2 separate regions of the Sus scrofa genome follow, and region 2 is linked to region 1. The links are chromatin contacts, called in public HiChIP or PLAC-seq maps. All regions are on one chromosome and are shown on one strand. Each heading gives the region's core, a stretch centred on a gene start, on an enhancer-like site or on the middle of the called end of the contact. The rest is flanking DNA. Distances are from core to core; before and after follow the strand shown.

Evidence for each region. HiChIP or PLAC-seq counts read pairs in DNA pulled down with a chosen protein or histone mark.
Region 2: an H3K27ac HiChIP or PLAC-seq map of alveolar macrophages shows a contact between it and region 1. The contact joins two enhancer-like sites. A contact is called at or near these places in 5 of 47 Hi-C or Micro-C datasets (embryonic fibroblasts, epiblast stem cells, heart right ventricle and 2 more) and 2 of 2 datasets of contacts at active chromatin or transcription factors (alveolar macrophages and skeletal muscle).

The regions. Positions count from the first base shown.
Region 1 is chr9:28,076,294-28,082,317 of Sscrofa11.1, reverse strand. All of the region lies in intron 2 of MAML2 (mastermind-like protein 2), which reads left to right. Among named protein-coding and RNA genes, the nearest start is that of MTMR2, 100 kb to the right of the region's middle. Within about 2 kb of position 2,402, at least 33 of the 83 cell types and tissues checked have an H3K27ac peak or open chromatin away from gene starts, as enhancers often do. A contact at or near this core is called in alveolar macrophages, omental adipose tissue and skeletal muscle, where this site is marked.
Region 2 is chr9:28,189,257-28,195,280 of Sscrofa11.1, reverse strand. All of the region lies in intron 1 of MAML2 (mastermind-like protein 2), which reads left to right. LOC110262219 (a long non-coding RNA gene) reads right to left here. Exons shown (of 3, transcript XR_002346983.1): 3 at 365-5,302. Among named protein-coding and RNA genes, the nearest start is that of MAML2, 180 kb to the left of the region's middle. Within about 2 kb of position 2,805, at least 17 of the 83 cell types and tissues checked have an H3K27ac peak or open chromatin away from gene starts, as enhancers often do. A contact at or near this core is called in alveolar macrophages, omental adipose tissue and skeletal muscle, where this site is marked.

The DNA.
Region 1 (6,024 bases), core at 1,153-3,652:
CTTTGTGTATTCATTCACTTCTTGTTTCTTGTAGGGGCTGGCTCCCCTCTACCACCACCGCTTTTTTTTTTTTTTTTTTTTTTTCCTTCTAGAAGAGCAAAACCTCCCTTAGAGGAGGTTTGAGATTAGCTTTGTTTTTTTCTGAATTTGCCTTTAATACTCAGCTCTTGTTTGGTGCTGAAAGTCACTAAAGTAATAGGTTTTTAAAGAGAGCTTCTGGGTTTAATTCTGATTATGTTTCCTTTCAAATGACTGAGGTTTTCCTAGTATCCATGATGCTGCCATGGGCTTGGCAAGAAAAAACAATGACTCTTACCTCCCCAGAGGGAATTAATTGTGTATCCTTAAGTATGTTTCTAGCAGCCTTTTCTAGGTATTAAATGTAGAAGTCGATTAAGACTTCAGTGTATTAGTATCCTGTTTGTCTTGAAATGTAAATGGAATTTATGAGCGTTTTGAAGCAGATGCCATCTGCTGGATAGTTAAGATACTGTAACCAAAAACAATGTGAAGAGAAAACAAATGGAACAGTATACCTTAATGAAGAGAAAGATTGCTAATTTAAGTCAATAGTATTTCCCAAGCCCCAGGTAAAGTGCCCAATGTCCCTGATTTATTGTTTGCAGTCCAAATGTTTCCATTTATTTTCTTCCTAATCTGAATATAGATACCCCTTCCTGTTCTTGCACAGTGCTAGATCCCCTGGACTTTTCACCTAGTTTTCCAATCATAAGAACAAACGTGAAATAAGTGCTCACCTTCAGAAAAAGGATAACTTTGCAATAATGCATTTGGGAGTGCCCGAAATTAAAGCCAGAGATAATATAAGAGAAAAGGAAAAGAGAGAGAGAGATGAAATAGTGTTATGTAAGAATAAAAGGTGGTATATCAAATTAAAACCACATATAAGACATAAATATAAGCTAAACAGCTAATTCTTCCTCCAAGGGACCGTGAAAAGATCAGTCTCTACCTAACACCCCCTCGTGGCCCACACCATCCCCTCATTAGATGAGTCCATGGTAAAGCAGACACTCAATCCAACCTCTCTTAGAAATTGTAAATTACAGTCCCTTTCTGTGGAACTCCTGTTGATGCTGGCTTCCAGCCTGGGCTCCTCCTCTGATTATCTGAGCCAGTTGTTTCACCTTTTAGGGACTCAGTGTCCTCTTTTATTAAATATTACTTAGTGAATTTTACTGTCCGAGTGAGCTCTTTTTAAAATTGAGATGCAAATTAGTACTATATCCAGAAACAGCAGCCCCTCAAAATATCCCCATCTAGAGCTATAACTTCGAATCAGGACAAGTCAGAGTCCAGGAAAAGTGGAAAAAGCTCCTAGGAAGTAAGACATTTCCGAACTTCAGTCTGCATCTGGCTGGAAGCCCTCTGTGGAGTTTTCAAGGAGAGACCCCTACATGGCTCTAAGATGGTTCTTTTTTCTCCCTCCTAATAGAGCATAAAGCAGTAAAAGCGATGCCATACCTCTCTCACATGAAGCGCTCTCAATACGAGGGCGCCCACGTGGTCGGCTTCAGGTCTGAGCCACAGATCCACATATATGGCTAAAGGGAGGGAAGGAGCAGACAAAATACCAAAGCGATGAAGAGAGAAAGAAAAGATGTTCTGCGAACATCTTCATTGTTTGCCCACATGACTGCCTGGTATGTTAATGTCTCGCATCAGCCTCTGCTAATGAGGATGCTGCCCTTACTTCCCTTGCAGTTTATAAATGGAGTGGCATTATGTAATCACCCTAATGAGGTAATAGAAACATAAGTACACAGGAAAATTTGATAGGGTTTCTCCTAATTCGCCCTCTGCTGTGTCGGTCACCCCCCATCCCATTAACCCTCCCTCTCCCCTCCGCCCTCCCCCCCTCCAACTGGCTGAATCTCTGGTCCCAGAGGACATATTGTTGGCTATTATTTATAAGAAGTCTCTCTCCTCTTGGCAGGATATAGAACAGCTGCTGGTCTATTCTCTGCCACAGAGACCAACTTCCCTCTTTTGCCCTGGATGATTGGAAGAAAGTCGGGGAGAAAAGCAATTTATAGTTGTGTTACAGCACCTCTATTTTCTTTTATGTTTATTTATATTGCTTCCATTTCTGCCTGGGATTTCTGAGATAATCAGGATCACTCTGCTACAGAATTCTCATTTGGGGAGGCTCTGGTGGCAGTTGATGGCATTTTTCTTCATTGAGTCAGACATTTTAGAACTCTGGGCTAGAGGAAACTGAGCATTTCTACTGCGAGAGTTTGAGAATCAATGTGGTGGGGTTTTGTTCTTGTTTTTGTTTTTTTCTGAGAAACTGATGGCTGTGTTTGATGTTACATGAACCATAAATGACTCTGAATTCCTCAAGGGAAGGCACCTTGTCTTTGTCAACTTGCCGCCCACGGGGTATAGCACAGTACCTGCTTGGTAAATGTTTGCTGAATGAACTGAGTGGGGTTCGGGTTTGTCCGTCCTTTGATGTCCACGTCTCCGACAGACCAGCCCCTAAGCCTCAGCCCGGACTTCCAGGCCAGACAAGCCCATGACCCAACGTGGGCCTTTTCCTGAGATCTTTTGTCCCGCATTATTTTTGGCTCTGGGACTCATCCTGGTCAAAGAAGCACAAGAGCTCAAGATTTCAAAATCTAGGCTAGGTCCTGAATCTTCAGAGAGACCTGAGCCTCTCTGGAAGTGGAATACAGGGAGAATTTCTTTGTTCTTTTAGGAGTCGAAGGAAATCCCAGAGTAGGAAACTGGCCTGGGTCCCGAGATCCAGACAGGCCAGACGCGGACAGTCCTTGGTGAACAGAAAGGAGTCACGGTCCAGCATTATGGGTTTTCCTCCTGACCAAAGGTTTGGGACTGAGCTGGGTTGGCTGCTGGTCAAGGCCATGTTTAGGGAAGTCTGGAGAAGCAGAGTGGAGTAGTTAAATCCACTCTGGTGAACAGAAAAGTATCACAGTCCAGCATTATGGTTTCTCCTCCTGACCAAAGGTTTAGGACTGAGCTGGGTTGGCTGCCGGTCAAGGCCATGTTTAGGGAAGTCTGGAGAAGCAGAGTGGAGTAGTTAAATCTGAGGTGATGGGGTGTGTCCAAGGGGAGATTGACTTCTGATTCCCTTATTTATCTCTACGTGGAAACAGCTTAGTCAGTATTAATAATAGCAAGCTTCCTCTGCAGACCAGTCAGCCCCCTTCCTGGAGGAGACTAGGAAAGCTGGAAATTGCTACGTGGCAGGTGCTCTTGGTAAGGGTTTGTGAGGCACCTTTAGATTTCCCAGCCTGTGTTCCTAAGTGTGTCAGAAGCATCCCGAAGGACCTGAAGGATCTCTTTATTGCCTCTGCTACCCCGCAGCCCACCCAGTGCGTACCTAACGAATGTTCCTGACAGACATACGGAGATTATGATTAAAAAGGATATACTAGGTGCTAAAGCCACTGAGGTGTCCGCCTTTCTGATAATTTTCAACATTTTGCAGGCAACATAGAAAGAATAATAATAGCTGTGGTTTATTGAGTGACAGGCACAGTGCTTGTCACTTCAAAGACATTATTTTGTCTCGTAATCTGGTTTCTAAAGGGAATCATTGGAGACAGAAAATGTCACAGTTCTCACTTTTGCCCAACTGTGAGCCAAGGCCTTCAGAACCGGGAGAGGAAGCTGGTTAGGTTGGCTCAGAGAGTAGCTAATGCCTTCTCTGGAGAAAGAATAAGTCTGATACACAGAGAGATCCAGGTAAATTTTTGCTTTTTTTTTTTTTGGCCCTTCACTATATCCCTGGTTATCCTGATTGCTCCTGGGTAGTTGCTTGTTAACTCGGATTTTAATTGGCAGGCTTTCAGGCATCGTAGGAGATGGGGAGCCAAGAGCGCCTTCATAGAAGATGGTTGTATGAAGCTTTTGGTGGTCAAGGCCATGTTTAGTAAAGACTGGGCAGAAGCGGATTAAATCTGAGGCACTAAGGTGTGGCAAAGAGGAGATGGGCTTCTGATTCCCTTATTTGTTTCCATGTGAAAATAGCTTAGTAAATATTAATAACAGCTAACTATTATCAAGGTGCACACCACAGTAAATGATGTACTGTTTAGGTCAGACTGCCTGAGTTCAAACTCCACACTGGAGCTATAACTTTGAGGCAACCTCTCTGTACCTCATTTTCATTGTCTGCAAAATATATAGAATATCTACTTTTTTCTTGCTAAGGATTAAATGAGAAGATGAATGTCAAGGGCTTAACATAGTATCTGGTATTTAAGAAATATTGACCACTATTATTATTATTACTAAATAATCAATATATATCTCTTAGTTCCATAAAATATGGGGGCTAGTTAAGAGAAAGGACCTTGTATATTTCTTGTATCTAGCACAATGCTTGGCACATTTGTAGACTCTGAATAAATGCTGGATCTTTGGTAGACTGGATGGGTAGATGGATGGACAAAATAATTTGAGTTTAGGAGTTCCCATTGTGGCTCAGCAGGTTAAGAACCCCACATAGTTTCTGTGAGGACGTGGGTTCAATCCCTGGCCTCACTCAAAGGGTTAAAGATCCGGTGTTGCCAGCCTCAGATCCAGCATTGCTGTGGCTGTGGCATAAGCCAGCAGCTGCAGCTATGATTTCAGCCCCTACCCCAGGAACTTCCATATGCTGCAGTTGTGGCCTTAGAAAAAGAGAGGAAAAAAAAATAGAAATTGAGTTTATACAGATAAAAGGCACTATAAGAAGGCACTATAAGAAACCTCATTTGTTCCAGATCCCTTCCCAAAAAGTTACACCTCTCGTGTTACCCAAAGGAAGCCACCATGACACTAAACCAGCCTGCAGCATCCAGCAGGTAGTTCTTAAGCTCAACTGGACATTCAGGCTCACAGGACTACTATACACTGCATTTGACATCAGCCTACTCAGAAGGCTATAAGCTGGGAATTGTAGTTGCCAGAAGAGCAGCAGTAGGCAACCTTTTTCCATAAAGAGCTCTGCCAGCACAGGTGCAAGGTGATAGGATCCATATTGGGTGGGTGAAGGAACTGCCTTTGTTTAAAAAGCCTTATATCCACCAGCAGTCAATAACTCTTGTAACAGTTCCAAAGGTCATAGCTTGCAGGGTGCTCTCAAGGGACATTCTAGTTACAAGAATTGCTACACTCAGAGAAGTCCAAAGCCTGGCATTCCCATCAGGTATTTACAGTTCGTTTGTACTTACCCCCAAGTCCAGTTGCAGTCTACCAATGAGGGGTCATTTTTTATCCTATGCAATGTTGCCTAGTAACATAGTTGACACATACCATCTTTATCTGTTTCTAGGGAAACCAAGCTAGGAAGTTAACCAAAGGTCAGATTCTCATGCAAAAAGGGAAAGAGTTTTTGTTAACTCTTTGTCCACACCATCTAAATAGTTACTTACAACATAGACTGAGAAACCTATCCAGTGTCCCTATGAAAAACTTGTTCTTATATCTCATACCTACAACAAATACATCCCAAAGTAAAATTATATGGGCATGGTCTCATGCACTGTTTTGCACCCTGCTTCAACAACCAAGAGTCAGATATAGTGATTCCTAATACTATGCCTGCCTTTCTTCTTTTCTTCTCCTATTTTTTTTTTTTTAATTTTTATGTCAGCACTTGTGGCATATGCAAGTTTCCAGGCTAAGGGTCAAATCAGAGATGCAGCTGCAGACCTACACCACAGCCACAGCAAGATCTGAGCCACATCTGTGACCTACACCATAACTTGTGGCAATGCCAGATCGGATCCTTAACCCACTGAGCAGGGAGGCTAGGGATCGAACCCGCATCCTCTTGGACATTAAGTTGGATTCTTAACTGCCTGAGCCACAACAGGAACTCTTATGCCTGTCTTTGTATTGTCCCCCCCCCCCAAGTCAACAGTGTCATCCTTCGACCCCCAAGCATGGGTAGTTCACTATAGACACACTCACTATAGACACACTCACTTCTACAAATACACAAGAGGTTTCCTTTTCCCTGGACCTGTATCAGCTTAAAAGATTATC
Region 2 (6,024 bases), core at 1,556-4,055, 110 kb before region 1:
TATAAATAAAAACAACAATACAGTACTATTTTCCTCCTTTCAAATTTGTAACAATGTTTTTTAAATTATAATACTCTGGGTTGCCCAGGGCAATCAGAAAATGAGACTCTTATACTCTGCTGTGAGAATGTAATGATGTACAACCTTAGAGGACAGTTGATCGATATATCTCAAAAACCATAAAAATGTTCAGTCTTTGACCCAGCAATTCTTCTTTTTAGAATTTATCCTAAAGAAACAGAATCGTATATTTAAAATAGGTGAATTTGAATATAAGAATTATACCTCAATAAAGCTCTTTTTAAAAAAAGATATGCAAAGTACATATTTATGACATCATTGTTTATAACAGCGAAAACTGCAAAAAGTCAAAATGCCTATCATCTACCATACCCACTTAATAAACTACTAAAGTAGTATTGGCTCTAGTATGTCTGTAGACAGGATTTTTTTTGTTTGTTTGTTTGTTTGGTTTTTTGGGCTGTACCCATGGCACATGGAAGTTCCCAGACTAGGGATTGAACTGGAGCTGTAGCTGCTGGTCTACGCCACAGCTCACAGCAACGCCAGATCCTGAAACCACTGAGCAAGGCCAGGGATGGAACTCGAAGCCTGGTGGATACTAGTCAGGTTGGTTACCAAGGAACCACAACAGGAACTCCTACAGCCATGATTTTGAAGTTCTGTTATAATAGGACCATGGTTCTCCCAGTGTGTTTCCCAGACCAGCAACAGCAATATCTCCTGGAAACTTGTTAGAAATACAAATTATGGATCTCTAGCCTACAGGTATTACATTAGAAACCGGAATTGGGACTCAGCCCTCTGTCTTAACAAGCCTTCCAGGTGATTCTGATGTTCACTAAAGTTTGATAACTCCTTAGGGGGAAAAAAAAAATCCTGCTAAGTTGTAATGTGAAAACAAGCAGAAACAGGCTACATGACAATATATAATGATGTGAGGCCAATTTATTTGAAAAATATCTAGGTATATGCATGCCTAACTAAAATACTGGTAAATATCTTTAATTTTAATTTTAAAAAGTACAGTATTTTTTGTACAGATAGTAAATGTATAGATCGATTTGGTTCTCTTCTTGATAACTTTCTGTATTTTTACACATTTTCTATAAAAAAGTATGTATGATTTTTAAAGTAAGAAAGGTTATTTTAACAAAGTTCTTGCCCTTGGAGGTTTTGGGTGCTAGACATTTAGGGAAATATATTACCCAAGTTAAGTGAAGAGGAAAGTAGAAAGGGTGGGTAGGTTTTCCCCCTAATCAGTTCTGTGGGGAGTCTTACTGTTTTTAAACTAGAATTTGACATTTTTGGTACTCACTTTAGTTATGAAAGTGCCACGCTAGCTGTCTTAAAGCATCATACTTCAAAGATTAGACTTCTTTTGAGACCATGATGGGGTGGTTTTCTTCTTTTTCTATGTTGGGAGATAGGTGGCAGCTGCTGCTGATGATGCTGCTTCTTCCTCTTTCTCTTCCTCTTCTTCTTCTCCTTGTCCTTCTTCTTCCTCCTCTTCCCCTTCTTCTTCTTGTTCTTTTTCTTCTTCTTCCCCTTCCCCCCTCCTCTTCTTCTTTCTCTTCTTCCTCTTTCTTCTTTTTTTCTGTATCATGCCCAGGAATTTGTTGCACATTGGCTTGTGCAATTCTCTTGCTTTGGACGAGGTCCCTTTGGGGCTTTGTCACAATCTGTATCACTCTTTAAAAAAAATCAAAAGCATCTTATGTTCTTAGGAAATTCACATCAAGAGCTGAATAGCAAGAGTCTTGTTGGCCCAACCACTGGATCTATCAGGTGGCGTAAGCCTTTTGTTATGGGACAGCGTGACAGAGGGGAAAGGACAGGCCAGTTTCCTTATAACTAGTTCTATGGCCTGGGGCGAGTCTCCCGTGTTCTCTGGGTCTCCTTTTCTTCACCTTTAAACTGAAGGAGTTGACAAGATGATCTGTGAAGTCCCTCCCAGCTCTGAATTTCTGTGCTTTTGTGACTAGATTCACAGAGATAGAGTGACCCATAACCAGAAGGCAGTGTAATGCTCTTTGATCTGTCTCATGCAGTTTGGCTTTGTGAAAATGCTGGTGGTGTTTTCAAAAGCTGGAATAGCCTTTCATGGGCTTTTCTCCTGCTCTGGTGCTGACAATCTATTTTGAGGTAATACCTGAGCAATATTATCAATGAGAAATGGTGTCTAGCTTTCAGGACCTTTCCATTACGGCACAGAGGAGTTCAACAGCCTACACATAGAAATGGTCCTTCCTATAAATACAGAGGGAGAAGGTGGCCATATGGCACAGGTCACTGGAATCAGAACTATTTATCAGAGAAGACACAGTAGTTCTTTAGATCAATTAGGAGACGCAGAGTCTAGTCCTAGCTGTGACCTTGGCTAAAGCATGCTCTCTGCTTCTCTCAGCTTCCGCTTCCTTGTCTGAAATATTTCTGCTTGATCTCTAGTATTACTTCATTTCTGAAAAAAGAAAAGTGAGTTTCTGATAGAAAAAAATGAACATCGTGGTCCTAAAGACCGTTGTCCTACCTGAGGAAGTCCCCCAGGGAGTAGCTGTTCTAAAAAACAAAACTGTGGAGTTGCAAGAAAGGGCCCAGCCAGTCCCGCTGAGGTCGGAATCATTTCTATAGCATCTAGCTTTTTCTTGACAGGCAACAGGAGATGAACACATATGTTGTCTGGGGCTGGCACTTGCCACCTTTTGCTTGGGGTGAGAGAAGTGTGTACTTAAACTGCCAAGACAGCCCCAGGTCTGGGGAAGAGCTTTCTGCTCATCCTTTGAACTACAGAACATGTACTGTGCGTGCTGCACTGTCAAGGAAGCCCATGAAGCTTGCTTGGCATAGGAGTGAAGTGAGTAATGAACTTTTGGCTCCAGCCTGCATTCTAAAGCTCGGGTTTTGCAAAAGTTGCAAATCCCCAGAGGAAATGCTGGAGCACAGAAGGCCTGCATATCACGGATTACACTAATCCAGGCAGGAAGTGATAATGACATAGTTATACAAGCAGTGTTTTTCACGGCTAATTGGGAAGGATGGTCATTTAATTAAACTGTGCCAGACCTTGGGTTTTCGAGACCTGGACAGCCTAAGAGCCCTTCTTAGACGCTCGTGCTCAGGATGCTTAAGTCCAACTCTAAATTCTAAGAGGGTAGGGCCTTCAACTTTTTATTAACTTCTAATACCTAATAGCTAGTATAGTTCCTGGAACATGGCAGGTGCTGGACCTGGACAAGAAGAGTTTTGAGTATCTTATTATCTCCACAAAGTGCTTTGTTTTAAATCAAGTAGAGATGCCAAGACTTGACGCAATAAGCCTCCTGTGGATGCAAAAACAATCAGACCTGATTCTGCATGTTTGAAGGAAGAGGATGTGCTGATGACACATATACACGTAAAATAAAAAAATTAAAAATAAAAATTTAGATCGATAAAATAAAGAGAATGCCTCCATGACATTATGTACATAGCATTCAACTTGATTTTTCTTCTCTGTAACGAGACAGGGCTGGGGGTTCTGGGATATATTGTCGGGATTAAAGTGCTTCTTCAACTTTTTTGAACAAAGGCTTTTAAGAGCTTGCAGTGAATATGATGGCTGCCTAGTGTAGGAGAAGGGAGTGATGTATCAAGGGTCAGAAAAACTGGATTTCAGCCTCATGGTGCTGACACCAACCTGTAGTAAGATCCAACTTTCCTCATTTGCAAAAGAAAGGGTGTATATTGCAATGGTTTTATTTCCTCAACCAAAAATTATCGCATTTTTTATAATGTGGGGGATGTGAGGCAAACTGGATTATATCCTTTGGTAGCTAAAATATGGGAAGTTTGTGGACACATCGATGCTATCCAAACAGTGGAATGAAATACAATTGAACAGTAAAATAGGGGGAACAGTACCCGTTGAATAAACTTCAGGACATATGGATGCTGAACATGAAACAAAGCAGTCTTAAGTAAGTTATAACATAGACCTTCTGATTATGTTTTTATTGCCTTGAAATCTTCTTCAGAAGGGAAGTCAAAAATTTCAGTAACTTGAAGATGTCTGGAAGGTCAGCTTCCCATCAGCTTTTCTGCGTCTGAAGTGACCCTCTAGTTGGTCCTCTAACCTGCTCCCGTTCCCATCTGGTGGATTCCAAGACTCCTTTGTCTGTCTCAAAGAGTCAAAAAAAAAATGAGCCCATTAAGAGACTGTAAAAGATCCGGGCTGTTCTGCTCAAGGAATCATAGGACGCGGGAAACGAGATTTATGAGATGAGGTAATAGAAATACAAATAGCAATACATTTTAAAGGAACTTTTTCCTCAAATGCCCATTTCCTTTGTGATTGATTTGTGTGGGGGAGGCTGAGGAGATTGAATTCGCCCCACCTTCCCCACCACATTCCTCCTGTTTCAGGTTCAAAATGTTCCCCATCACAGTACACGGGCATCTTCTCAGAGGTTGGCCCCCTGGGACACTCCCCACGCTCAGCTCTGCAGTTTCCAGAGGCTTCCTCCAGTGACATTCCTACTTGCCATTAACTCCTGAGAAATTTTATTAAAATGGAAGAAGATTTATCCCCCCCCAGCTGAAATTGGGGTCACTGATACTCAAGGAAAGGTGCAGTGCCTCGAGGGTGATCCTGCAGCCGTTTGTCAAACCTCCTGGAGTAATTTATAGGCAAGTGTGCACCCAGGGTCACTCCCAGAGGGAGCAGGGCAAACTGCACAGTGCGCTTACCCCCCCCCCCCAATTTGCGTTTGTAATAAATAATAGATGCTGGATGAGCAAGTCCCTACTGGGTGGCAGGCACGGAGCCACACAGATTCTATGCATGTTTTACACTTAATCCCCAGGGCAAAGCTGTAAATTAGGGATTATTAGACCTCATTTTAGAAATGGGCAACCTGGGGAGTTACCTTCATGGTGCAGCTGAACTGAATCCCACTGGAATCCACGAGGATGTGGGTTTGATCCCTGGCCTCGCTAAGTGCATTAGGGATCTGGCGCTGCCCTAAGCTGATGCAGCTTGGATCCCGTATTCCTGTGGCTGTGGTGTAGGCTGGCACCTATAGCTCCGATTTGACCCCTAGCCTGGGAACCTCCATATGCGTTTTTAGGTTCGGCCCTAAAAAGCAAAAAAAAAAAAAAGGAAAGAAAATGAAAGAAATGGGCAAACCGGAGCCTTACTCAACTTACCAATGGCCATGGCCATAAGTATTACAGTTGGGTTCAAAATCAGGGTTTTCTGATTCAGGAGTCCTTACTATCAACCAGGCTCAAATGACGAGAATACCTTTAAAGGGAAAACAGAGGTATAAGGTGACCTGAAGTGTACATCCCAGAAGAAACAGCCAGGGCTCCTTGCCTTGATGTAAATAGCTCTGGGGGGATGTTGTTATCATCAACATCCCAGGGCTTTTTGTAGGCTCAGAAGACAATCATTTCTGCCTGGGTTTCCCCTAACTAACAACAAGGGCTTTTTCTCCCCCCGCCCCACCTTTTTTGACTACCCTGTGGCATATGGAATCCCCAGGCCAGGGATCAAATTTGAGCTGCAGTTGCAGCCTAAGCTGCAGCTTTGGCAACACCAGATTCTTAACTCATGTGCTGGGCCAGGGATCCAACATGCATCCCAGCACACCCATAGTGCTGATCCCATAGCGCCACAACAGAAACTCGCAATAAGTGCTTACCGATCTCTTTCTATAGTGAAAAAGCAAGAAGGACACAAAACTTATTAAGACATGCACTGTTTCCTAATTCAAGACCATAAACACTACAGCATAGGGCATGCAACTAACTATGATAAATTCAGACTATGATTATTATTTGACATAAAGTGGATTGGGTGTACTGAGTAGAGGCCATGGGGCAGTAGCTTGTTAAAATATGGTCTCAGGACCAGTAGTGTCCAGTCACCATCACTGGGAAATTTATTAGCAATGCAGATTCTCAGCTGCCAACCCTAGGGGTGGGGCCCGCCAACCGAGGATTGGTTCCCTGAAGTTTGGGAAA